Regions from separate parts of the Mus musculus genome. Here all the other regions are linked to region 1. Evidence: chromatin contacts called from public HiChIP or PLAC-seq and promoter capture Hi-C data. All regions are on one chromosome and are shown on one strand. Each heading gives the region's core, a stretch centred on a gene start, on an enhancer-like site or on the middle of the called end of the contact. The rest is flanking DNA. Distances are from core to core; before and after follow the strand shown.

The links. Promoter capture Hi-C pulls out the DNA fragments that hold promoters and counts their contacts. HiChIP or PLAC-seq counts read pairs in DNA pulled down with a chosen protein or histone mark.
Region 2: an H3K4me3 HiChIP or PLAC-seq map of embryonic forebrain shows a contact between it and region 1, with 6 times the contacts expected there. The contact joins the promoter of Gjb6 here to the promoter of Rcbtb1 in region 1. A contact is called at or near these places in 2 of 39 promoter capture datasets (the C10 cell line and hippocampal neurons) and 1 of 115 datasets of contacts at active chromatin or transcription factors (embryonic forebrain).
Region 3: a promoter capture Hi-C map of pre-B cells shows a contact between it and region 1, with 2.8 times the contacts expected there. The contact joins the promoter of Kpna3 here to the promoter of Rcbtb1 in region 1. A contact is called at or near these places in 3 of 39 promoter capture datasets (erythroid cells, liver and pre-B cells) and 1 of 484 Hi-C or Micro-C datasets (CD4 T cells).
Region 4: a promoter capture Hi-C map of liver shows a contact between it and region 1, with 4 times the contacts expected there. The contact joins the promoter of Zmym2 here to the promoter of Rcbtb1 in region 1. A contact is called at or near these places in 2 of 39 promoter capture datasets (liver and pre-B cells).
Region 5: a contact with region 1 is called in a promoter capture Hi-C map of pre-B cells, with 6 times the contacts expected there. The contact joins the promoter of 2410022M11Rik here to the promoter of Rcbtb1 in region 1. A contact is called at or near these places in 3 of 39 promoter capture datasets (hippocampal neurons, liver and pre-B cells) and 1 of 115 datasets of contacts at active chromatin or transcription factors (astrocytes).
Region 6: a contact with region 1 is called in a promoter capture Hi-C map of hippocampal neurons, with 4 times the contacts expected there. The contact joins the promoter of Gjb2 here to the promoter of Rcbtb1 in region 1. A contact is called at or near these places in 5 of 39 promoter capture datasets (cranial neural crest, hippocampal neurons, liver and 1 more) and 1 of 115 datasets of contacts at active chromatin or transcription factors (astrocytes).
Region 7: a promoter capture Hi-C map of pre-B cells shows a contact between it and region 1, with 3 times the contacts expected there. The contact joins the promoter of Cenpj here to the promoter of Rcbtb1 in region 1. A contact is called at or near these places in 5 of 39 promoter capture datasets (the 3T3-L1 cell line, cranial neural crest, hippocampal neurons and 2 more), 2 of 484 Hi-C or Micro-C datasets (muscle stem cells and rod photoreceptor) and 1 of 9 other capture datasets (adipose tissue).

Annotation. Positions count from the first base shown.
Region 1 is chr14:59,199,592-59,202,656 of GRCm38.p6, reverse strand. Rcbtb1 (regulator of chromosome condensation (RCC1) and BTB (POZ) domain containing protein 1) reads right to left here and starts at 1,429. Exons shown (of 12, transcript NM_027764.2): 1 at 1,073-1,429.
Region 2 is chr14:57,131,618-57,135,007 of GRCm38.p6, reverse strand. Gjb6 (gap junction protein, beta 6) reads left to right here and starts at 1,397. Exons shown (of 3, transcript NM_001010937.2): 1 at 1,397-1,822.
Region 3 is chr14:61,438,167-61,441,465 of GRCm38.p6, reverse strand. It overlaps Kpna3 (karyopherin (importin) alpha 3), which reads left to right and starts at 1,519. Exons shown (of 17, transcript NM_008466.5): 1 at 1,519-1,743. The coding sequence starts at 1,675.
Region 4 is chr14:56,885,219-56,888,268 of GRCm38.p6, reverse strand. It overlaps Zmym2 (zinc finger, MYM-type 2), which reads right to left and starts at 1,666. Exons shown (of 25, transcript NM_029498.4): 1 at 1,571-1,666; 2 at 412-474.
Region 5 is chr14:56,810,211-56,813,410 of GRCm38.p6, reverse strand. 2410022M11Rik (RIKEN cDNA 2410022M11 gene) reads right to left here and starts at 1,422. Exons shown (of 1, transcript NR_152252.1): 1 at 1-1,422. Zmym5 (zinc finger, MYM-type 5) reads left to right here and starts at 1,947. Exons shown (of 8, transcript NM_001253753.1): 1 at 1,947-2,077; 2 at 2,552-2,671.
Region 6 is chr14:57,103,283-57,106,348 of GRCm38.p6, reverse strand. It overlaps Gjb2 (gap junction protein, beta 2), which reads left to right and starts at 1,647. Exons shown (of 2, transcript NM_008125.3): 1 at 1,647-1,880. Gm32912 (a long non-coding RNA gene) reads right to left here and starts at 1,684. Exons shown (of 5, transcript XR_383459.4): 1 at 1-1,684.
Region 7 is chr14:56,570,276-56,573,780 of GRCm38.p6, reverse strand. It overlaps Cenpj (centromere protein J), which reads left to right and starts at 1,935. Exons shown (of 17, transcript NM_001014996.2): 1 at 1,935-2,043.

The sequences.
Region 1 (3,065 bases), core at 180-2,679:
ACAGATTATGTACATTCTTCTTTATATTTATTTATATTTTCTAAATTTTTCTTCACTCTTAGCTTGTAAATGTTTTGCTTGTTATCAAGACAGGATTTCTCTGTGTAGCTCTGATGGTCCTGGAACTCGATCTGTAGACTTCTTATAAACCGTATATTGTGGCCTAGATATACTTGAAAACTTGAAATTTTTCGTCTATATTGTGAGCCAAATTACATAGTAGATTAATTAACTGACATGTTAGGAAATCTATTCTAGTTAAAGTCCAGCAGTTTTTATCACATCTCTGGATACATATAAGGTAATGTACTGTCTTAAAATTTTTTAACTATAGATCCTAGTTAAGAAAGAAAATGTATTTCAATGTCTTGTCAGGCCTGTAAACGCATGAAGGCCCAACCTTTGTTTCATATGCTTCCTTTTAAGTACCAAATGCAGAAAGAGCAATTCAATTGCATGACTCTCGGATAAAGACCCCAGACTTCTCACTTTCTGGTACACACAGGCACTCAGTTTAAAACCTTAGAACACAAAATTTAAGCTACGAGCTTCATAGCTTTGGTTTCCTGTATATGTTCTGAGATTCGTAGAACTTAACACTTCGGATCATAAGACTTAAAAATCACAGAAGAAACACTTCAAAGATTAACGCATCACTTCCTCTTCAATAGGCACAAAGAGGGGGAAAGGAAAAAAAAAAAAAAAAACCCGCCCCGAAGTACTGGTATTCACACAATGGAGTAAAACCCAGGCCACAGAAGAAGAGAACCTAAATCCTGTTGTGATTTAAATTGAAGTCAAAATTTAAAAGACACTCTAAACTCCCGTAAGGGTCCCGTAAGCATCATCTCATGCCTGCCAGCATTTCTTGCTTTTGATGCTACGCCCGCTACAGCGCACGCCAGTCTCAGAAACTCCGATTGTTTTGCCCACCACGAGCTTTAATCCTCGTAGCAGTAACGGGGCAGAGGCGAGGGAGACTATGAATGTTTCTAAAAGCAAGCTGTATTGTCTTATAAAACTGCAACCCTCGGCTTCGGCGCTCTGCAGCAGTCAGCCTCCCACCGCTAACCTGCGTGCTCCGGGTTCCTCCCCCGCAGGGCGGACAGCGCAGCTCCTCAGAGGCAGGCCGCGGGCAACGCCACGTACTCGGCTCGCCGCACACCTGGGGGAAGCGCCCGCAAGACGGAATCCGCGGGTGCCCGGTGCGGGGTGCGCGTCGCCGGGGAGTCGCGAACGCGCCTGGTGCGCACGGCCCTCGGGAGGGCGCGGACTCAGCAGCCAGCGGCCGAACAAGGCCCTGTCCGGCTCGCCTGCTCGCTCGCCCGCACCGCCGCCCTGCAGCGCTCTACCTGTCAGGCCGCCCGGCCAGGCCCTGACTCCGCTGCGCCGCCGCCGCCTTAGCCGTAGCCGGCTCCTCCCCCCCAAAACCGGGAGCGAGCACAAGCGCCCGGGCCGCCGGTCACGTGGGCGGGTCGCGTCACGTGACACCGGAGCGCCCCGCGCAGCGCGCGCCCTCTGTCTGCTCAGGTTCCCGCTCGGGTTTGGTTGTAGACCGGGCTGCTGGCGCAGCGCAGGGGCGCCGTAGTGGCTCCCGCGAGGACCGGAAGGCGAAGGCGTCCCAGGATGGCAGCAGAGCGTGGCCTTCCTCCCGCTCCGCCCATCCCAGGCCGCTGGTCTTCAGGACACGTGTCTCTGCCCGGTCCGAGGAAGGCCAGGACGCCTAGGTCAGGAGGGCAGAGGCAAGGCTGCTGAAAGCTCTCTCTCTGCCCAGAACTTTTCTTGTGTTAAGCGGGTACAACTGAGGTCCGGAAGGGAGCGGCCGCTTTGTGCTTTGTGCTTTGTGCGTCTATCAGAAGAAGCTTATCAGTTGTAAAGTCCCCTACCGCCCTAGGCTCTCCCATTTGGCACTAGAGACCAAAGTCTACACTTGGCACCCCAACATTCAAGCTATCTTGTTTAGACTCACCTTTCCCTTTTCAGGTCCCAGCGGTAAATACAAATCCCCTTTGTTTTCTGTTTACCACTAAGCAGATGCGGTCCAAAAACCTTTCTGTCAGCACATAGTAACTACAACGTGCTTCCCCCCTATAGAGAATTCTTGTTTCTCTTGAGTACTTTCGGTGGATTACATTTTTAAATATATATATATATACCTTAAATTGCTGTAGGCCTCTCAGGGTTTGTTCATTCTTTTGCCTTGATCTCAAATGTTCAGAATCACCATTTCCTTTCTCAAAGAAAAAACAGGAGGAAGAGGTTAAAAACAGATTTTACTTAGAAATTATTGCAATATAGAAATTGAGCCCTATTTTATACCCTAATGTTTCTTTCTGTTGTACTAGTCCCTGGGTAAAATCTGTTTTTACCAGTTTAATGACTCTGGCTCTGGTTTTTTTTTTTTTTTTCCTAACATTTCCCAAAATATTCATCGGTCTCTCATCTTTCAAAATTGAGGTCAGACACCATCTATTCTTCTTGCAGACTTAACATCTTCAGTTGTTGTAAAAGTTCATTGAGACAGCCTCAGCTACAACTACTCCTCTAGTTATAATACTACATACTCAAAACAGAAAATTCACAATGCAGGTAAATGTATTACTCTGCATCTAAGAGATTAAGTATCTATTGTTACCTGATCTCACATATTATGAACTCTTCATAACAGGGCTATATGGTCTTACTACAATAACTGAGAACTGACTAGACTCTCACTATCAGCCAATGGAAGAGCAACACCAAAAATATGGAAATTTGGTAGACTTGAGGGAGGATAGAAATGGAAAATTATGGGAACATAGGGAAGAAAGGAGTCCCTTACCACAGAGTCTTTCTGAAGCGTTTTGCAGCTGCAAATAGAGTACAATTAATGTTTGTGCTGAAGGTTGCCTACAGAGAGACAGTATTCCTTTTTTATGGAAATATTTTCTAGTAAGAAGGTTAGAATACCAATGAACTATAAGGTCTGAGTGTATCTGTCCTTAGAACACCACCTTACTTCTATCCCAGATGTTTTGTAGGATTCTTAAATGATAATCTTTCTGTGTGTCTCTGTCTGGTCTCTC
Region 2 (3,390 bases), core at 148-2,647, 2.1 Mb after region 1:
AAAAGATCAAAGGCCTCTGCACTGGCACAGAGGATGTGAGCAAGAAGGACGTGATTTTCTGTGTCAAGTGTGCTCCTCTTTGGACACCTGTGTGATAAGGCAATCCTCCGGGCTCTTTCTTCTGACTTCTGTCCTGTGTGGTCCTGGGGCATCTTCCACCTGCTTGCCCTGGTACTGCTGTACAAGGAGCCAGAACCGGGGTAATATTTATTCTATAGGAAGAAGCAAGAGTTGTCCTTCGGGATTATCTGCTGTGCTGGTTCAGCTCTGTTAAGCAATGCACAGATCCTTGTGGATCCATGCCTACTATGTGCAAAGTGACCATTACTGTAGGAATGAAGAAAGCAAGAACTTAAAACTTAAAAATATATTGATGATCCCCAAAGAAGTTTACAATCTGCTCAGGGGGAAAATGACCACACGTGAGCCTGACTGGATCATGTGTGCTTTCAGGTGAGGTGGAGAAGGAACTAAGAACGTGTTGTAGTCAGACTGTGGGAGGCAGGGAGGGACACCAGGGTAGCCTACAGCGGCCTTGTTTTTGTCTCCATCCCTGGGTTCAAGGTCATTCTAGAGACCATCTGTATGCTCCAAATTTTCATGATTCGGGTCCAATTCCGAGAACTCTGGTTCAAGTATTTTATTAAGGTGGGTTTTTATAAAGCGTTGACTCAACCTCCATGACCTGGGAGAGACATTTTAGGAAGCACTATTACTCTCGTTTTGTGAGAGAACGTGAACCAACAGGTAGAATGTAGCTAAAGTGAGAATATGACCCAACAGGTAAGAACATACCTGCCAGCCAATTTTGTAAAATAACCAAGTTACACATGTTACAAGTCTTGTCTGAAGTAGCACAGGGCAGGCCCTGTAAAACTAGGTCCTTACATGGCTTCCAACATTTCCAGCCCAGGACCCCCTGTACCACCCTCTATGCTTGCCTTGACCTTACCCTGCCCTTGATGTGACAGCAGACACAGTGGGATCTCTCAAGATGGAAGTCCACTCCCCTTCCCTGGACAATGCAGGAAGGGATTCAGATGACTAATAAAAACAAACCTTTGAGACTCCTAAGTGGTCATTAAGGAATAAAGAACCTCCAGGCTGCTCTAGAGGAGAGGGTGCCCAAAGGGTCTAGAAAGGATGAAAACAAACCAGTTGTCTTCCTACCAGGATGACCAACAGGAGAGACTCACTACTAGCTGGGTCCACAAGCCTGTTCCCCGTACTCTGGATAGCCCTCACTTCATTAAGGGCCCTCCAGTGTCCAGCCCCAGCAAGGCCCCAGCGGGCAACTTTTCCCTGTCCTTGATGGGATCTGGCTGAGCTTGCCCATCGCGGTCCACGCTCCACCCACATCCACAAGAAGGGACAAGCCTTCTGTCCCCAACCCAAGGGAAGACCAGCCTACACCTGGAGTCTCTCCTAGGGGACACTCGCAGTGGTCCCTGGCTTCAGAAGAAGGATCCCAACGAGTGCCCTAATATAGTACCACTAAGACCTGGCCCTAACAGGGAAGGTCCCCTGCCCCTTGCTCCACAGAAGGGGACCCGCCCCGCTCCTCTGTCCCGGAGAGAGGGCGGTGCGCACCACAGAAGGCGCGTCGAGTGCCCGCGCTCCTCTCCCGCAGCCCTCCCGTGCGGCGTCAGGCAGAGGCGGGGTGGGGGCGCGGTTAAAAGAAGCCACAGGTGGAAACCGGGGCTCCACCCGCACTGTCCCCGATTCCATTCCCGCTGTGAACCGCCGGCGCCTGATCCAACCTACGCTCAGGGTAGGAGCTCTGAGTGCCGCTGCGAGCCTGGAGCCGGCTCCCACCGAGCAGGTAAGCGCGAGTGGGAGCATTTCCTCCGAGAAACCCGGGCAGGTAAAGGAAGTGGTCTGTTCCCTTTCTCGCCAGATTTGTGGGACGAGGGGGTGGCAAGTATCTCCAGGCGGCCCGGCGGTTACAGACAGTCTTGACCATGCGGGGGGTGGGGGGGGGGGAGGCGGGGGTTTGCCAGCATCCTTATCTGCCTCCCATCGGCATCCCGCCTTTGCGAGCCCACCGGGAACTGGAACCGCGGCAGGGTGGTTGTCACCCGCGCCGCCCCCTCCCTCGTGCCCTGCAGTAGGAACTGGGATGGACTAGTTTGACTTCTGCATGCACCATGCCCCTCTGACTTGCACGACAGGTTTTATAAACACACCAGGCTGTTTAAAGTGACTAGAGTCCGGATTAAGTCCCTTTTCTCATTTCCTTTGCTGGTTTGGGGCTGTCATCGATTTGGGGAGCGGGCAGAAAAGCACAGCAAGGAATGATGTTTATGGTCAGTCAAACCCTGCGACTTGGAGAGAAATGCCCATTCAGGCTGCATGATTAAGACTCTGGAACTTATGAAACGAAGATGACAGTATAGTGCACAATAGTAATTAAAAGTAATTGGTGACATGTCGAATTAAAAAGTTCAGACGCGGATAATACTTCCTGAATGAGCCTAGTTCCAGGTGTTAGCAGCCTGGGTTTTGCAAACTTGGGCTCCCTTCTATTCCTGGGGACCAGGCCTCCGGTCTCAGAGAATGTGGCCTTCATACAGCTATGGACACTGGAAAGTCCGTGGACCTGCAGCCGCGGTAAGGGACACCAACCAGGAGACTTTAGTCCGTTCGAGCCTGATTAAGTTTAACGCTGCAGTCTTGTTTTCTTTCAAGTAGATGCTATGTTTTCTTTGCCCCAGTTCTAACAGAATCCAAGCAGTGTTCTAGAAGAAAAACGTCCTGTCCTGATGCAGTTTCCTTAGAACTGCAGGATGCTGCTCAGAACGGCCCCTGTGGAGAGCTTTGTCAGCTCTTTGGATTCAGCAGAGTCTTTTGGGGGGGGGGGGGGTGCTGTCTGAACTCTGCCAAGAAAGGGGGGAGGTGATGGAAAAAGCCTGCTGTCACATAACTGGGGGTGCGAAGGGTTCCTGTTCACCTCACAGGGGGACTTGAGACCCACAAGACTGATCCACCAACCCAGGTCACACTGGTGGCTGTTATTGAAAGGTAAATTCCCATGGTGACTTTGTTCTCTATTTCTGTTTTCTCTCTTGGCGTGTGAGATACGGAGAAGAGTTGGGTAGGGTCTTTCAACGATTTTATCAATAGAAAGAAAGCTCAGACTTGTACATCCTCAGTCTGAAAATTCCAGAGTCTAGGTTTGTGTGCATTGGTTAGGTGGGATACAATCATGGGAAGATTGTTTGTAACTGAAGTTTCTTGGTCCCGGGGGCCATAATCTTACACTGTCCTAGGCAGGATTTTCAGGAGCTGTTGCTTGATCTGGGAGGGTGGAACTGGGCCCCAGGAGCCTCCCCTGCCTCTTTCAGAGTTATTTAATTGTAATTGAACCTAAAGGAAGTGTTTGGAGAGGAG
Region 3 (3,299 bases), core at 270-2,769, 2.2 Mb before region 1:
TTTCTGTACTTATCAATTGACCATAACCAGCCACTCACAAAACACATTTGGGTGATAGCTTGGTCTTTCAGCTGCCAGCTCTTGACTTTCAGGTTCCTCTTCTTCTGAAGATTGTCTTAACTGAGTTCTTTATGGTATATTTCTACCAAACTCTGACCTGGCTTATTTTGATCGTATGTAGCATAACACTTCACATAAGCTTATATTGGCAGAAGATTCTTGTGGTGGTTTGAATAGGAATGGCCTCCTAGCCTCATGTGTTTGATTGCTTGGCCCATAGGGAGTGGCAGTATTAGGAGGAAATATGACACTATGGGGTGGGCATTGGGTCTCCTATGCTCAAGCTAGGTCCCTCCTGGGGCACAGTCCCTTTCTGCTGCCTGCGGACCAAGATGTAGAACTCGCAGCTCCTTCTCTAGCACTGTCTGCCTGCATACCTCCAAGCTTCCTGCCATGATGATAATAGACTGAACCTCTGAACTGTAAACCAGCTCCAATGAAATGTTTTCCTTTATAAGAGTTGCCATGATCATGGTGTCTCTTTACAGCAATAGAAACCCTAATTAAGACAATTCTGAAATGTAATAGTCTCAGATAATAATCAAATAAAGTCCACCTGCTGTAAAAACAAAAGCAAAACAAAAAACAAAACAACCAACCAACCCAAATCAACCAAAACCTGTTATTGTTCCAATGAGAAGCTAAAGGGAGATGGCAGTCTGGAGTCTGCAGCCCTAGGGTCTGATTAACTGCCTGAAGGTTACATTGTGTGTTAAGGTGGACTAAGGCATGGGGTCATAGAAAGGTAGGGCTGCCAAAGTGAAGGCTGCACAAGGATGCTTGGAGAAATCAGGGGATACTAGAACACATTTTCTTTTTTAATGAGAATTTACTAGTTACTGTTTTGATCTGACAGATTTTTGAGACCAACAATGTCTCTGTTCTCATTGAGTTTAATAGAGGTGCAAGAAGCAAGCATAAACACACACATCACACTCACATGTATTTGTGGAGTGGAAACAAGCGTGCTATTTATAAAACCGAAGCAGAGCAAAAGAACAGGGTTTGAGGGTGGCTGCTATTTGAGGAGACCCTAAAGAAGCCAAAAGCGCAAAGCACGCGTGGCCGTTCTTTTTCTAATTTTCCAAGCTGTAGGGAGCAAGGTGCGCCCCCGAAGCTCCGCCTCTCTCTCCCGATAGGCCGCAAGGTGCCATCTCCAGAGTTTCCCCGCCCACCACCCCGCCCAGAGGTGGGGCTTCGAGCCCGCGCTCAGAGAGCGCCGAGCCGAAAGCGCGCGCACAGCCCTCCCGGCATGCTTCTCGTCCTCTCACGGCGTGGCTCAGACCCGCGCCTGGCATGCTGGGAACTGTAGTTTCCGCCCTCCGCCCCGCTTCAGCGGTGGCGGTAAAAGCGACTAGGTCGGGCTCCATTTCTAGCACATGACTAGCGGCTGTGGGGAGGCCCTACGAAGGGGTGAGGGCAGGGTCACCGCGACAGCCGGCAGGCCAGCGCCCTGGCCTTCTCCGGCGCGCGCCTCTCCTCAGCGCCGCCCCCGCGCCGCGGCCACCTCGCGCTCCAGGCGTCACGGAGCGCGCGCTCCTCCCCCTTCGTCCCCTCCCGCTCGACTCGCCGCCGCCGCCGCAGGAGCAGACGCCTCCGGAGCCGCGCGCAGCCATGGCCGAGAACCCCGGCTTGGAGAACCACCGCATCAAGAGCTTCAAGAACAAGGGCCGCGATGTGGAGGCGAGTGTGCTCCGGGGCCGGCCGGGCCGGGCGGCTGGGAGGGGAGGGGCGGGGGCCGCGGCCGCTGGCTCTCGCCGGCTGGCGGTCAGTCGGAGTTGGCCGCCGCCTCGGGGCGCCGCGGCCCGGGCAGCAGCCGCCCTCTGAGCGACTAGCGCGGCACCTGGGACCACTGAGCGCTCGGCCCCGCTGCGCGGGCGCGGCCTGGCGTCGGAGGGGAAGGGATGTGGAGCCGAGGCGGGGTCCGCGGGCCGCGCGGGAGGACGGACCGGGATGCTGCCGGCCCGCGTGCCACCCGCACCGCCGGGGCCGGGCCGCGCCGCCGCTCGTGTCCGCAGCCGGTGCAGCCTCCCGCGCTGCCGCACATGGAGCCTCGGTCCCCGCGCTTACCTTGTGCGAGCCGGGCCCAGGCGGGCGGTGGCAGCCCTCAGAGGGGGGTGGGGACCAGCCGGGTAACTGACTTGTTTGAGGGTGGTGGATGGGGGAGGGTAGGATGCGCCAAGACCATTTTCTTATATTCCAGTGCGGTCCTTTGGACCAGTCTTCCCGAGCTGTTGCAGCTCATACCCCTGTGACTGCTGGCATTTAGAGCGAGCTAAAGGTGGACAATAGTTTACCATCTATTGTGTTGAAGCTTTGGGAAGGAGGTTGTGCAGACCTCTGATCTTGGGTTTTTTTTTTTGTTTGTTTGTTGTGTTTTGTTTTTTGTTTTTTTAAAGCTCGTCTTGGAGTCGAAGTGTGAATAATAGGAAAATAATTTCTTTCACCTGTTTTGCAGAAATAAATTGGATACATAAGATTCCTACGTCCTTGTATATACCACATGCCACCAAGCTAGTAGATTTTCCAAGTGGTTGCAAAACTGTAAACATTCATTGTGGTCACTCAGTTTGCTGCTACTCAGCATGTTGCCATTGTCTCATTAAGGTGACATTAGCAGCTACTATTTGCAAACTCTGCTTATTGAGGTAGCGCTAGAGGTCTCACTGCTCCTACTAAAACCAATGAAGTGTAATAGCACAAACTTCACTGGGACCCAACCTCTGGATTTGATGGGGGAAATAGTTTTAAGCCCATCCCCTTTTCTCTATTCTAATAGTAGGGAATATGATTTGTATAGTCCAATAGTTTTTGGTAAGAGGCTAGTTAGTAAATACAGGGTTTGGTTTGGCTAAGAAGCAGAGGAAGCTGGGCCATTTTTCAGGGCTACACAGTTAAGTGTGAATTGGAAAAAACCTGGGGGAATATCTGTGGAATTCCCACTTGAGTGAGACTATAGGCCTTCCATCTCTGTCCTGATCACGTGTAAGTTTCTTTTTGAAAATTACTTCCAAACAAAAGTGAAACCTAGCAAATGGAACAGCCATCAGTCTTTTTTTTTTTTTTTTTTTTGATAAGACTTAGTTTTGATCTCTTTTTACCAGTAATTTTTCTGTGTGTGTGTGTAGTCTCATCTCTCTTGCCTTTTGTTTGTTTTCTTTTTGAGACAGGGCCTTACTGCATGGCAGGCTGGTTAAGCACAGAGAATAAATCCTGCCTTGATCTCCCAAGTGCTGGGA
Region 4 (3,050 bases), core at 417-2,916, 2.3 Mb after region 1:
TACCAGAGGTCCATTAACCATGATGACAAGAAAAATGTCAAAAATGGTTGCATGCACTTCAAACCAAATAACATTAATTCCCACTCTGTAACTCTAGAGGGCACCAGAAATATGCCCTCCTTCCCAACACCCCTCCTCCCCACCGGTAACGTGAGCAGCTGCAGAAGCCCGTCGTCTGGTTGCTGAGGTTGGTATTGCAGCAGCAGAAGCGATGTCTGCAGCGGTGCAAACAGCAGCGCCCACTCCCAGCTGCCTCACCAGGCATCACTGGAGTTTCTCCCCGACAGCAGCTGCCACCCAAGAGAAGGCTCCTCCCCTTAAGAACAACCAGGAGGGCCAAATCCTATAGCTGAACCCCTATAATCCAACCACGTCCTCTGTTAATAAGCAAATTAGAAGAAAAGGACTCACAATGGTGTTTTCCTCACTTTCTGCCAAAGATGCACCAGATAGGGTTGAACGAAATTTCTGGTCCTGGGATAAAAGAGAAAAAAAAAAAGGGGGGGGGGAGAGAAATGGATGAACACCCAATCTGGTAGGAGCACCAAGCCGATTTCACCAGGAGGAGGCAGAGAAGGGACTAAGGGGTCAAGGAGGTTTGGCCCTTCTATTATTACCCCAAAGCCCACGCAAAACAGCCTACTACTTACTACCCAAGTGGAGTGAAATATTTTATTTGGAGCCAAAGCCCATGTGTAAGCCTCAATCTGCAGGGAAAGGGACCTGAGGGCACCAAGCCTGCTATGGGGTAGGGAGGGGGAAGGGCAAACATTGCCCCGACGCCAGCAAGGGACTTGCACTCCCTCGCAAGTATTACCACCACGGTTATTCCAGTCAAACTCAGCACCAATTTACAGGTAAAAACCAGTTTATGTCAACGATGGGCTGATATTGCCCATATTTGCCCCAAGCAGTTGCCCTGGGCCCGAGGTTTGCCCCCCCTGCAGTCCGAGACCGGCAGCGCTGCCTCCCCGTCCGCCATTAGAGACCCAGCCAAACAATACGTGAGGAGCAAGAGCCGCGCAGCACAGCGCCGGGGAGGAGACCAGCGACGAAGAGGACGCCGCAAGACTCAAAAGGCACCCCTTGCCATCGAAAACTTGGGGTCTCGGTTGGACAGACAGGGTGGGAGTGCAGCCCCCAGGCGGGAGGGCCAAAGGGCCCCTCCCCGGCCCGCCCGGCCGCCCGCAGCACAGAAAGGAAAACACCCCACGACCTCCGGCCGCTGCCGCCCGCACCTCGAGGCCCCCGCGCCCCCCGCCCCCGGCGACCGCCTCACCCAGCCAGCCCTGCCGCGCCCGCGCTCCCTCACCCCTCGGGCCGCACGCGAAGCCGCCCTGGACATCAGCGCGGCCCCCAGCGCACCCTCAGGCCCCGACGCAGCAGCCGCGACACCGGCCGCCGCGGGCTGTTAAGCCCGGCTCGGTGGGAGGCTCCCGACGCTGCCCTCACCCATCTCCGCCTCCCCAGTCGCCCCCGCCTCCGCCTCCTCCTCCCGAGGCTGCGCTGCTCCCAGCCACCCCCACTCTCCGCGGCCCTCGACAGGAAAGACGGCGGGGAGAAGCCTCACCGGGTTCTGGCTGCAGCTCCGCGGAACGAACCTCCCCTCCCCCGGCCCACCCCCCTTCGGCGACACGCACAACTCCGCTCGGTCCAGTCCCGGCTTTAGCGCTGGTGAGGAGGAGGCAGAGGAGGCGGTGGCACGGCGGGGCCCGGAGAGGCCCCGCCCTCCGCACGCTCATTGGCTGATGGCGTGGGCGGCACGGAATGCCTCGGGCAGGCTCCATTGGCCCAGTCGGCCTTCTTTCAGGACCCTCCTCGGTGAGGTAGTCACGGCGGCTGTCCGTCAGACCTGGGCCACGCCCTCGGGCCTACCGGCCCCCCCCCCCCCGCGGGCTGGGCCGGCCCTCCCTCCCTCCCTCTTTCCCTCCCTCCCTCCCTCCGTGCCCCCGCCCCGCCCCCACTCGCGGGGTCCGCCCGGGTCAGGAGCCCGAGTGGCGCTGCCCGCAGTTCGGCTCGCGCTTCGGCCCTGGGGGCGGGCGGTCTTCGTCGAGGCTTCCCGTGGGCCCGGGATCGGGACACTGGGTCTCGGCCTCCAGACGGTCGCCGCGGCCCTTTGCGACTCTGCTCGAGGAGAAACGCGGCCTCGATGTCCCGGTGTCCTCCCTGTCCAGGCCCCCAAGACCCGGGCGACTGGCGAGCCCGGCAGTGCCTGCGGCGGACCGAGGGGGCGAGCCCGGCTGCGGCCGCAAGGGGACTGGTGCGCTGGCGGCCGTGCAGGCGCTTCCACCTTGCCTGGCCCGTGGGAAGGGTGTCCCACCTCCGCCATGGCTGCGGCGGGAGGAGACGTCGGCCTCCATTTTGTGGGATCTGTTGGGAGAACTTGGGGCCCATCAGAACCGAACCCGTGGGGACGAGAAACTTGGCCCGGAACGAGTCCGATCGCGCTCTACCATAGGCCTTGTCCTCGGCCGCCAAGAGTTTGCGCGCCGAGATTGCGGCGGGGCCACACGACAGTGGTGACCCCAGACTGCCGCCGGGCAAGATGGAGCCCCGGGCTCCCTTAGCGGGCTCGCGCCCCTGGGACCTGGGCTGTCTGGCCTCGGCCGTCGGTGCCTGGCCGAGCACGCGCTCTCCGGCCTGCCCAGCGCCTGTCCTCCACGTTGGCGGGGCCTCGGGCCATCGCGTGCCCTTCGCTTCAGTCCTGGCTCCGTGGGCAGTGACCCTCTCATAGGAGTCCCACCGGGCGCATTCGGAGCGGAGCCGCTGGAGGGCGGCACGAGGGTCTTTTGTTCCTCGTCTACACCCACGTCTTTGGCAGAAGACTTGGTGCTGGATTTCCAGGACTCCCTGTAACCTAAGAAATGCACCTCGCCCTGGTGGTTGTTAGCGGGATTACAACTGATGTTGGTTACTTCCTCAACCAAATGGATGGATTCAATTAGATCTCTGAATTTCCGAATTGACAATACCGCCTATTAATGAGTCATATGGCGTTACATTGTAAAGCTCTCCAAGATGATAATGAACATGAAATTTTTAATGAAGTG
Region 5 (3,200 bases), core at 173-2,672, 2.4 Mb after region 1:
TTGAGGCAGTTAATGTATCCTGGGTCAGCTTTGAACTGATTCTGCTACTTCTGTGCCTTTAATACTGGCACTCCATTCCTGTGCTATGAGGTGTGGGATTTTGTTTTCAAATCATATCTAAGCCTAAACCAAGAAAGCAGTGGTGACATGCTTACAATCCCAATGCTCCAGAGGCAGAGGAAGAGAGAGGCAAAGGCAGAAGAAAGATCACAGAGTTCCAGGCCAGACTATGCTAGACATTGTCTTAAAAGAGAGACTCATATATATTTTTGCTCTTTTGGTTTTTCAACTCAGGGTTTTTCTGTGTAGCCCTGACTGTCCAGGAATCCACTTTGTAGACCAACCTGGCCTCGAACTCACAGATATCCAACTGCCTCTGCCTGCAAGTGTTGGAACTAAAAGCATGCGCCACCAAGTCCAGTTAAGAGTCATATATTTTCACATATTATGTAACAAGAACCTCAATCCAACCTAAAAGCATCAGTTGTAATCCCGCTAACAAACACCAGGGCGAGGTGCATTTCTTAGGTTACAGGGAGTCCTGGAAATCCGGCACCAAGTCTTCTGCCAAAGACATGGGTATAGACGAGGAACAAAAGACCCTCGTGCCGCCCTCCAGCGGCTCCGCTCCGAATGCGTCCGGTGGGACTCCCATTAGAGGGTCACTGCCCACGGAGCCAGGATGAAGCGAAGGGCACGCGATGGCCCGAGGCCCGGCAAACGTGGAGGACAGGCGCCGGGCAGGCCGGAGAGCGCGTGCTCGGCCAGGCACCGACGGCCAAGGCCAGACAGCCCAGGTCCCAGGGGCGCGAGCCCGCTAAGGGAGCCCGGGGCTCCATCTTGCCCGGCGGCAGTCTGGGGTCACCACTGTCCTGTGGCCCCGCCGCAATCTCGGCGCGCAAACTCTTGGCGGCCGAGGACAAGGCCTATGGTAGAGCGCGATCGGACTCGTTCCGGGCCAAGTTTCTCGTCCCCACGGGTTCGGTTCTGATGGGCCCCAAGTTCTCCCAACAGATCCCACAAAATGGAGGCCGACGTCTCCTCCCGCCGCAGCCATGGCGGAGGTGGGACACCCTTCCCACGGGCCAGGCAAGGTGGAAGCGCCTGCACGGCCGCCAGCGCACCAGTCCCCTTGCGGCCGCGGCCGGGCTCGCCCCCTCGGTCCGCCGCAGGCATTGCCGGGCTCGCCAGTCGCCGGGGTCTTGGGGGCCTGGACAGGGAGGACGCCGGGACATCGAGGCCGCGTCTCTCCTCGAGCAGAGTCGCAAAGGGCCGTGGCGACCGTCTGGAGGCCGAGACCCAGTGTCCCGATCCCGGGCCCACCGGAAGCCTCGACGAATATCGCCCGCCCCCAGGGCCGAAGCGCGAGCCGAACTGCGGGCAGCGCCACTCGGGCTCCTGACCCGGGCAGACCCCGCGAGTGGGGGCGGGGCGGGGGCACGGAGGGAGGGCGGAAGAGAGGGAGGGCCGGCCCAGCCCGGGGCTGGCGGCGGGGGGGGGGGGGGGGGGGGCCGGCAGGCCCGAGGGCGTGGCCCAGGTCTGACGGACAGCCGCCGTGACTACCTCACCGAGGAGGGTCCTGAAAGAAGGCCGACTGGGCCAATGGAGCCTGCCCGAGGCATTCCGTGCCGCCCACGCCATCAGCCAATGAGCGTGCGGAGGGCGGGGCCTCCCCGGGCCCCGCCGTGCCACCGCCTCCTCTGCCTCCTCCTCACCAGCGCTAAAGCCGGGACTGGACCGAGCGGAGTTGTGCGTGTCGCCGAAGGGGGGTGGGCCGGGGGAGGGGAGGTTCGTTCCGCGGAGCTGCAGCCAGAACCCGGTGAGGCTTCTCCCCGCCGTCTTTCCTGTCGAGGGCCGCGGAGAGTGGGGGTGGCTGGGAGCAGCGCAGCCTCGGGAGGAGGAGGCGGAGGCGGGGGCGACTGGGGAGGCGGAGATGGGTGAGGGCAGCGTCGGGAGCCTCCCACCGAGCCGGGCTTAACAGCCCGCGGCGGCCGGTGTCGCGGCTGCTGCGTCGGGGCCTGAGGGTGCGCTGGGGGCCGCGCTGATGTCCAGGGCGGCTTCGCGTGCGGCCGGAGGGGTGAGGGAGCGCGGGCGCGGCAGGGCTGGCTGGGTGAGGCGGCCGCGGGGCGGGGAGCGCGAGAGCCTCCGGGTGCGGGCGGCAGCGGCCGGAGGTCGAAGAGTGTTTTCCTTTCTGTGCTGCGAGCGGGCGGGCGGGTCGGGGAGGGGCCCTTTGGCCCTCCCGCCCGGGGGCCGCACTCCCACCCTGTCTGTTCAACCGACACCCCAAGTTTTCCGTGTTAAGGGGCGTCCTCTTACGTCCCGCGGCGTTTTCTCTCTCTCTCTTTTTTTTTTTTTTTGGGTCGGTCTGTCGCAGCTTTTAATCTTATTTGAGCCAGTTTCTAATGGCTGACCTGGTGCCTGTCGCGGGCTACTGAGGAGTTAGGCCCTAATCAAGTGCTTGCGGCAAATGGGACCCAATTGTTGAACCTCTCCCGGGTCGGATTTGTACTTGAGTGGTAACTACTTAGGAGAAATGTGAATCCCTTTCTAGATTCGAGGACGCGTTTACTCTTCGACTCAGCTGCGCGCTCTACTCATAATTCTGAAACTGGAAAGAACATATGAGCTTGGCCTGCTGTCGTTTAGTTGATCTATTGTTTATTTGGAGAAGGTTGGTAGAACAGCTTGGGAATAACTTCACCTTGACTTATTTATTTCCTTTGGCGTTCAGGGTTTGGTGCTACCTCGGAGCTGTTGATGTTCACTGTATGTATGTGTTTTGGGTGTTTGTTTGTAAATTTCTTTTTATACTAGGATCTTCAAGCTACTTTGGTGAAGGATTTGACAGGAATAAGGAAAACATCTCCATTGTGAGTCATTTTGCGTAGCTTTCCTGCTTAAACCACTAGGATAGACTTTTCTATTTTGTCGAAGTGAAGAGTTGCTGCCTGAGTGATTTCTGCTGAGAAAGCCAAGCCAGTGTGATCTGTAGTGTGTTAGTGGGTACTACTAACATGGCTGTCTTCTCAGATTCCTAAATAAGACTATGTTCTTAGTCATAAGATGCTGTGCACTTAACATTTTTGTGTTCCTTTCTAGGAGATTTCTTTAATTTCTTGTATTTTTAAACCACTAAGCAGTTATTTATTTTTGAAAAAGCTTGTTTGTTTGTTTGTTTAAAATGTTTTCACCATTGCTCT
Region 6 (3,066 bases), core at 398-2,897, 2.1 Mb after region 1:
GCTCCAATTGACTGGAAACTGTACGACCCATGAGAAGCTAAAGGTGCCAACATCCTTCCACCCCTGCCTGCTGCCACTACCTCATCTCCTCTTTGATTCATCTTTAGATGTGCTCAGGCCAAGGGAGTTGTACCACCCCATCTTGCTTGGCCAGTTATTCCACACAAGCTGATTCAGCACATCTCTCTCTCTCTGAAGGGCTGGACACAGATCCGAGGCTCTCTTCCTTAGAGACACTCCCTCTTAGACTAAGACTTACAGTTAGAAAGGAGGTGGGGGTAGTAGCAAGCGAGCGTGCAACCTTCCTCTGCCCAAGCAAGAGCAGTCAGGTCTGCCCGCGGCAATGTGCCAGCTTTACAGGGAAAGCATGTACCTTCAGCCATGGTCCTTTCATTGAAAGCCAATCCTTCGACCAGACGGGCCTTGTCAGAATGAATCAGTCTCTTCACTGCGTGTAAAGCTAATCTGAAGGAACTTTGTGGGGATGTGCCGTTTTCATTCCAAACCTGGCAGCTGTAGGACTCGGGTTGCAAGTAGTAAGGTGAAGCTAGCTGGCCTAGGTATCCCAAAGCGTAGCTAGCTCTTGTGAATGTCCACCGTAACTCCTCTCAAAACTATCCAGACAGCCAAGCAATGTGGAACACCGAGCCCTCAAAACCCACGAACAGCTTGGCGGAGAGAGGTAGATGCAGGCTGCCCAGGTCTTCCCAGCATCCTGGACTCCAAGAGGGATGGGCTTGCCTAACCTCTTCTGCTCCCCCCCCCCTTCCGCATCCCCTGCACCGGCAGAATCTGGGTGCCCCTTCCTTGCAATGCTTTCAGTTGTGGAAAAGAGGACACAGAGAGCGGGGGCACAGGCAGAGAACCCTCCAGAGACTGTGACAAGTCCACTTCCAGGCCAGCCCTGGAGACGCACCTCTACATCTTCTTCTGTCCTAGCCACTGGCACCCTGTTCAAAGTGATCGAATTAAATCGGGAATTCAAAGAAATAGAAGCCAGAATTTGGCCAGCCCTGGCGGCGCCCTCTGTTAGTCTGCCTTGAACCCGAATTCTAGATGCCTCAGCTCACTGCACTACGGGAGAGGAGTCTCCTGTGCGCTACTGGAAGCTGCAGGCCAACACAAAACTGTACCGTCCGTTTATCTAACACGCACACACACACACACACACACACACACACACACACACAAGTATATATAATATTACTACAGCGAAGCTTCGAATATAACAGCACACTTTCCACTAGTGAGAGTAGTAAGAGCAACATCAACTCTCTTTCAACATCACCCAATCCCCCAAAAGCGAGTAGCTGGGACTTGGAGCTTTGCGACCTGCGTCCTGGGTGAAGACACAGGTCTACCAGCTCTGTTCAGGCTGCGCTCGGGACAGGACACTGGAAGAGCCTTGAGCTCAAAGAGAGCTGGGGGTGGGGTGGGGCGGAGTGGGGTGGGGAGTGACCTAGGCTCCAGGAGAGCTCGCGACTCGGCGGGCCCTGACGGCTCTGGGTGCCCGGAGAGCCCCGCCCGTGGCGCTGGGGGTGGCGGGCTACTGGGAGCCGCCTCCTCCGCAACTTTCTCAATCGCTCCAGGGTGAGAGAGGCGGGGTGAGGGCTTTGGTTAAAAGGCGCCGCGGCCAACAGGTGTCCAGGATCGCAGCGCGCGGCGCGCTCCGCTCTCCCAACTCGCAGCCAGTCGGCGGCGCTCCAGTCCACTGAGCGCAGCCTCCACCGGGACCCGCGGCGACCAGCACAGGATCAGCCGGCGACCCATTTCGGACCAACCCAGGAGCGGCCCCGGGACCCGCTTCAGACCTGCTCCTTACCGGGGACAGCGCCTCGCCGCTTCCCGCCACCCAACGCTGCACGCTCCTCCGGACACAGGTGCGACCGCCAATCCGCGCCACCGAGTCACACTGGTGTAACCCGCCCCCGACCGCAACGCCCCACGGTGGCTGGGGCGCGAGACTCAGCCAGTAGGGACGCGTGAGGTGCGAGGAGGGGTGCGGGCCGCCACGGTCCTGGGAAACCGAGGCCGGAACGCGCTGCGCGGTCCCTACGGGCCACCGCCACCCGTGCATAGGGACCCGAGCTGTGAACGCGTTTCTTCGGCTGCAGGCGTCTGGCCCGGCTCGGGGTTGGAGCCGGCTGCTCTCACCGCCGCGCACAGCCTGAGCCGGGAGGTCCCGCACAGCGCGGGGTGGGGAGGGACGCGGGGGCCAGGCTGTTCCGCGCACGACTGCGACGTGTCGCCAGTATTCCTTCGCTAGAATTTTCCCGAGGCCTCCTGGCTGCGTTGTCTGCCGCCATTGAAAAGTTTTTAGCTAACCGAAAGCTGAGCAGGAAAACTCAGTTTCATTTGTTAAGCAGGAAGCCTCCGTGGGAAGACACTGACCTTTACCACCTAAAGCACTGGGGTGACGTGGGCGACCGCCCAAAACGCGCGGCCGTAGCCGCTCCCGCGAGCTGGGGAACCCCAACCTGCACTCGGGTGGAGATTTTGATTGCTTTTTTTTTTTTTCTTTCCTTAAATGCTTTTTAAGGATTTGCGTCCAGGCGGGACGTTACAGCTGGAAGGGAAGGCACAGGTTCACAGATGGCGTGCTGCTGAGAAACTTGTCCCTTAGGACAATTGCATCAGCCCCTTGGTGCTGCCTCAATGGAAGGGAAGGGAGCGTAGGCCTAAATGGGACCCATTGCTCAGGTCCACGGGATTGTCCTGAGAAGCCTGGCTCAGTCATGGCTACACTTACCCCGGAGTCCTTTGGGAACTATGGGCAAAGCCAGTGAATTATGAGAAGGGTGGAGGGTGCGGTGGGGTCAGCATCTAGAGGCAGTCCACCAGCTCCCCGAAGTATCCTTTAAGGCAAATAAGGGTCATATGCAGTATATACTATAAACATGGAGAAGCTCCCTTCTACTCAGGAGCGAATGATTCACCGGTTCAAGGCAATCTCCAGGTGTCCCATGCCAGGTAGGGACCTGCGTGTGACCTAGTCCTAAGGCCAGCCTGGAAATCACCTCCTACACCACAGTTGAATATTGACGATTTCACCTGCTGGCTTAGTAC
Region 7 (3,505 bases), core at 686-3,185, 2.6 Mb after region 1:
ATGTAGGTTCCAGGTGATAACTTCCATATTAAATCTTTTTTAAAGATTTATTTATTATTATATGTAAGTACACTGTAGCTGTCTTCAGACACCCCAGAAGAGGGCATCAGATCTCATTACAGATGGTTGTTGCTGGTATTTGAACTCAGGACCTTCAGAAGGGCAGTCAGTGCTCTTAACCGCTGAGCCATCTCTCCAGCCCTTTATTAAAATCTTAATAGCTACTTTAAACTTGAATGTGGAGACATGCTTTGTGGCACATACTTTGGGAAGTGAAGGCAAGAAAACTAGGAGAGAGAGAGAGAGAAAGGGAGAGAGAGAGAGAGAGAGAGAGAGAGAGAGAGAGAGAAAGGATGAGTGTGATAAAATTTGTTTATTCAGACAACAAGCAATGTGGCATAACATACTATACCAAATAAAATGTAGGCAGAAATAGTAGAGAATATTGTGATTATTGTCAAAGACACACATTTTAAGAAAATGATTTTTGGGCATGGTTTCAGGCCAAAAGAAGACCATTTGAACCCTCATTCAGCATCTTAAGTTATTAATTTACTGACTAATCAGCTTAGGGCAGTGGATGGAACTCAGCCTCTGGTACAGCAGGCAAGGTCTTTGCTACCCACTGAGCTCCATTCTCTTGTCAACATTTTAGGTGTGTGATCTTGGTAGTTTTGAACTTTGGCTTTTTCATCTATGATGTAACCTAACAAAACAAAGCAAAACAAAAACTTTTCCCGTCTCCATGTTTGAGGTGTCTGTACAAAATTTTAATTATCTTTAATAATATTGATTTATTTGAACTAATTAGTATAAAGGGCAATTCTTCTTGATGACCTTTTTATATAGAATCTCATGTTAACATACTGGCCTCTAACTTACTCTATATTGGAGGGTGACCTTGAATTTCTGATTCACCTTCCCCACCTGAGAGACTGGTCACCAATTTTGGATTATACAGTGCTGAGGATAGAACATACTAGGCAAGCATTTGATCAACCGGAGAAGAGAAAATGGGATGGCCTAGTGGTTATGGGCATTTGCTGTTCTCTCTCCCAAGATTGGGTTCAGTTTCCAGCTCCTACATGGTAGCTCACAAACATCTGTAGCTCTAGTTCCATGGGATCATGGGATCAGATGGCCCCTATGACCTCTACAGGCACCAGACACACGTCAGGGCACATACTAACATGAAGGCAAAATATGCTTGCACATAAAGTAAAAATAAAATAGTAAAATTATATATTTAAAAAACAGATGTTAGTTTACAATATTGTTCAAACCTAGTCTAAAAACTGTGGTAGCTTGAAGTGTTGTAGCATCCTAGATTAAAGGGTCATGTCTGTATTTTGGAACCCCTCTGGTGGCAAAACAAATAAACAGTGAAATCTGCGCTCAACATTCCATATATAATTTTAATATCTGCACTTTCAATATTCCATATAATTTAAACACTGAATGCACACACTTTGTGCAGCCATCGACTAGCCACATAATAGATGATTATTTCCGGAGTAAATTTTTCCACGGTTATCTTCACTTATTCGTCCTACCAATGTCACTTTTTTGTTTTAAACAGGTCTTTATTAAATCAAACCCATTCAAAGAGAAAAGCGAAGACGACGAAACTCTCCCAAACCTGTCGTCTTTTAGATTCGGTTTGAATCTCTGTGTTCCTGGCACAATGGAGTACGCTCTCTGTTACCGCAGGGGTCAGATCTCAATCGGTTGACTTCAGAACAACAGCTGTTGACCAGTGCCCGCCGCAAAAGAGCGCGCATAGAGCATCCCCTAGCAACGTTTATGGCGGTGTTGCTGGGAGTTGTAGTTTGCATGTGTCCGAGGCGCCTGCGCGCAAGCTCACACGGACTGTAGGAACTACATTTCCCAGGAGTCACTGGACCAGAGTTGGGCGGGGCCGGTCCAGGAGGCGGGGCTCTGGCTGCAGCGATGGTTGTGGCGGCTCATTCGTAAATGCCGGGCCAGCTAAGTGGTGACTATCGCTGGTCGGAGCGGTCTGAACAGCTGTTTCTTCGAAGAACGGTAACTGATGGGCGGAAGGAGCGGAGAAGCCCGTCCGCCGCCCGGTTCCTGAGAGGCCAGCTTGGGCTTTGGGGCTGGCATGGCGCGGAGGGCTTGGCGCCCGCGGGCGGCGGTGGTTCCGGGGCTTAAGCCCGCTTTGTTCTTCCGAGCACCCGGGGGATCGGTCCTCAAGGGGGTCGGCCGGGGTGCGTGTTTCTGTTCCGGGCGACACGCTCGCCGGGCCGGGTGCAGTGGCGCCGCTTGCAGTCTTTCAGGAGGCCTTATCTCGGCTTCTCCAAAAGCTTTGTTGCTTTCAAGAAGAGTTGTGTTTCAGGGGAGGCGGACCTGTCAGCTGAAAGTTTTCAGGGTCTGAATTGTCTCCTCGTATCTTCCTCAATCAAGGTCTGAATTGTCTCCTCGTAACTTCCTCCTTCTCCAGTGCAGATAATTTATGTTTTGAACAGAAAGATGTCAAAGCTTTCAATTAGTCGATTTTTTTTTAAAGGCAGCTTTACGTACAATTAACTTACGGTAATGACTACAACTTCATAAGCAGGTGGTGTTGTACCTCAGATTTTAATATCTGAGTTTACATAACATACTGTCCTAGACAGTCTATTATTTGTAGTTTACCTAGGCCTTCGTATAAGTAATAAAAAACAAATTTAGGGGAAAATTTTTGGCGTTCTTTAGACAAGGGCTTGTTATGTAGCCCAAGCTAGCCTTCCACCTCAAACACTGTATTATAGGTGTGTATCATCAATACCCAACTGTGAATCAGTATTTCAATACTTAAAACTGGCAGTACGTATAGTTTTAGGACCACAGTAATGGACTTGTAGCAAAGGTATGGAAGTTTTAGTGCTTTTTAAAAAAAGGTGTGTGTGTGTGTGTGTGTGTGTGTGTGTGTGTGTGTGTGTGAAGACGATGTTAAGATGCTGCCCTAAACCATTATTACACTTTGCTCAGTCTAACAGGGAATTGTTGACGATTTTCACATTACAGAGTGACTTTCTTTGCAGCTTGTTTACTGTCTAAATTAAGATTTATTTAGTTTTAAGATTACCTTTTACAAATATTGTTGTGTACATGATATGTGTTGGATTTCATGCATGTTCTGCATGTGTGGAGGGCAGGGGACAACTTTGTAGAGTCAGTGTCTCCTTTCACCTTTATGTGGGTTCCGGGACCAGCTCTGATCGCCAGGCGTGTACAGTTTGCACTTTACCCACTGTGAGCCATCTCTCCAGCTCTGGGTTTTCTTGCTTTTGTTTTGTTTTAAAGACAGTCTCTCACTTTACACTCACACTGTCTTTGGGACTTGCTATGTATCCAGACCGGCCTCACCCCTGTGATGACCAGCTTCCTTCCTCAGTGCTGGCATTATGCTTGTGAGACCCCATGTTTGATTTAAACATTTTTTTTTTTTTTTTTACTAAGGATGTTGAAATTTAACCAAGGTTAACTGAAAACTCCCTTCCTT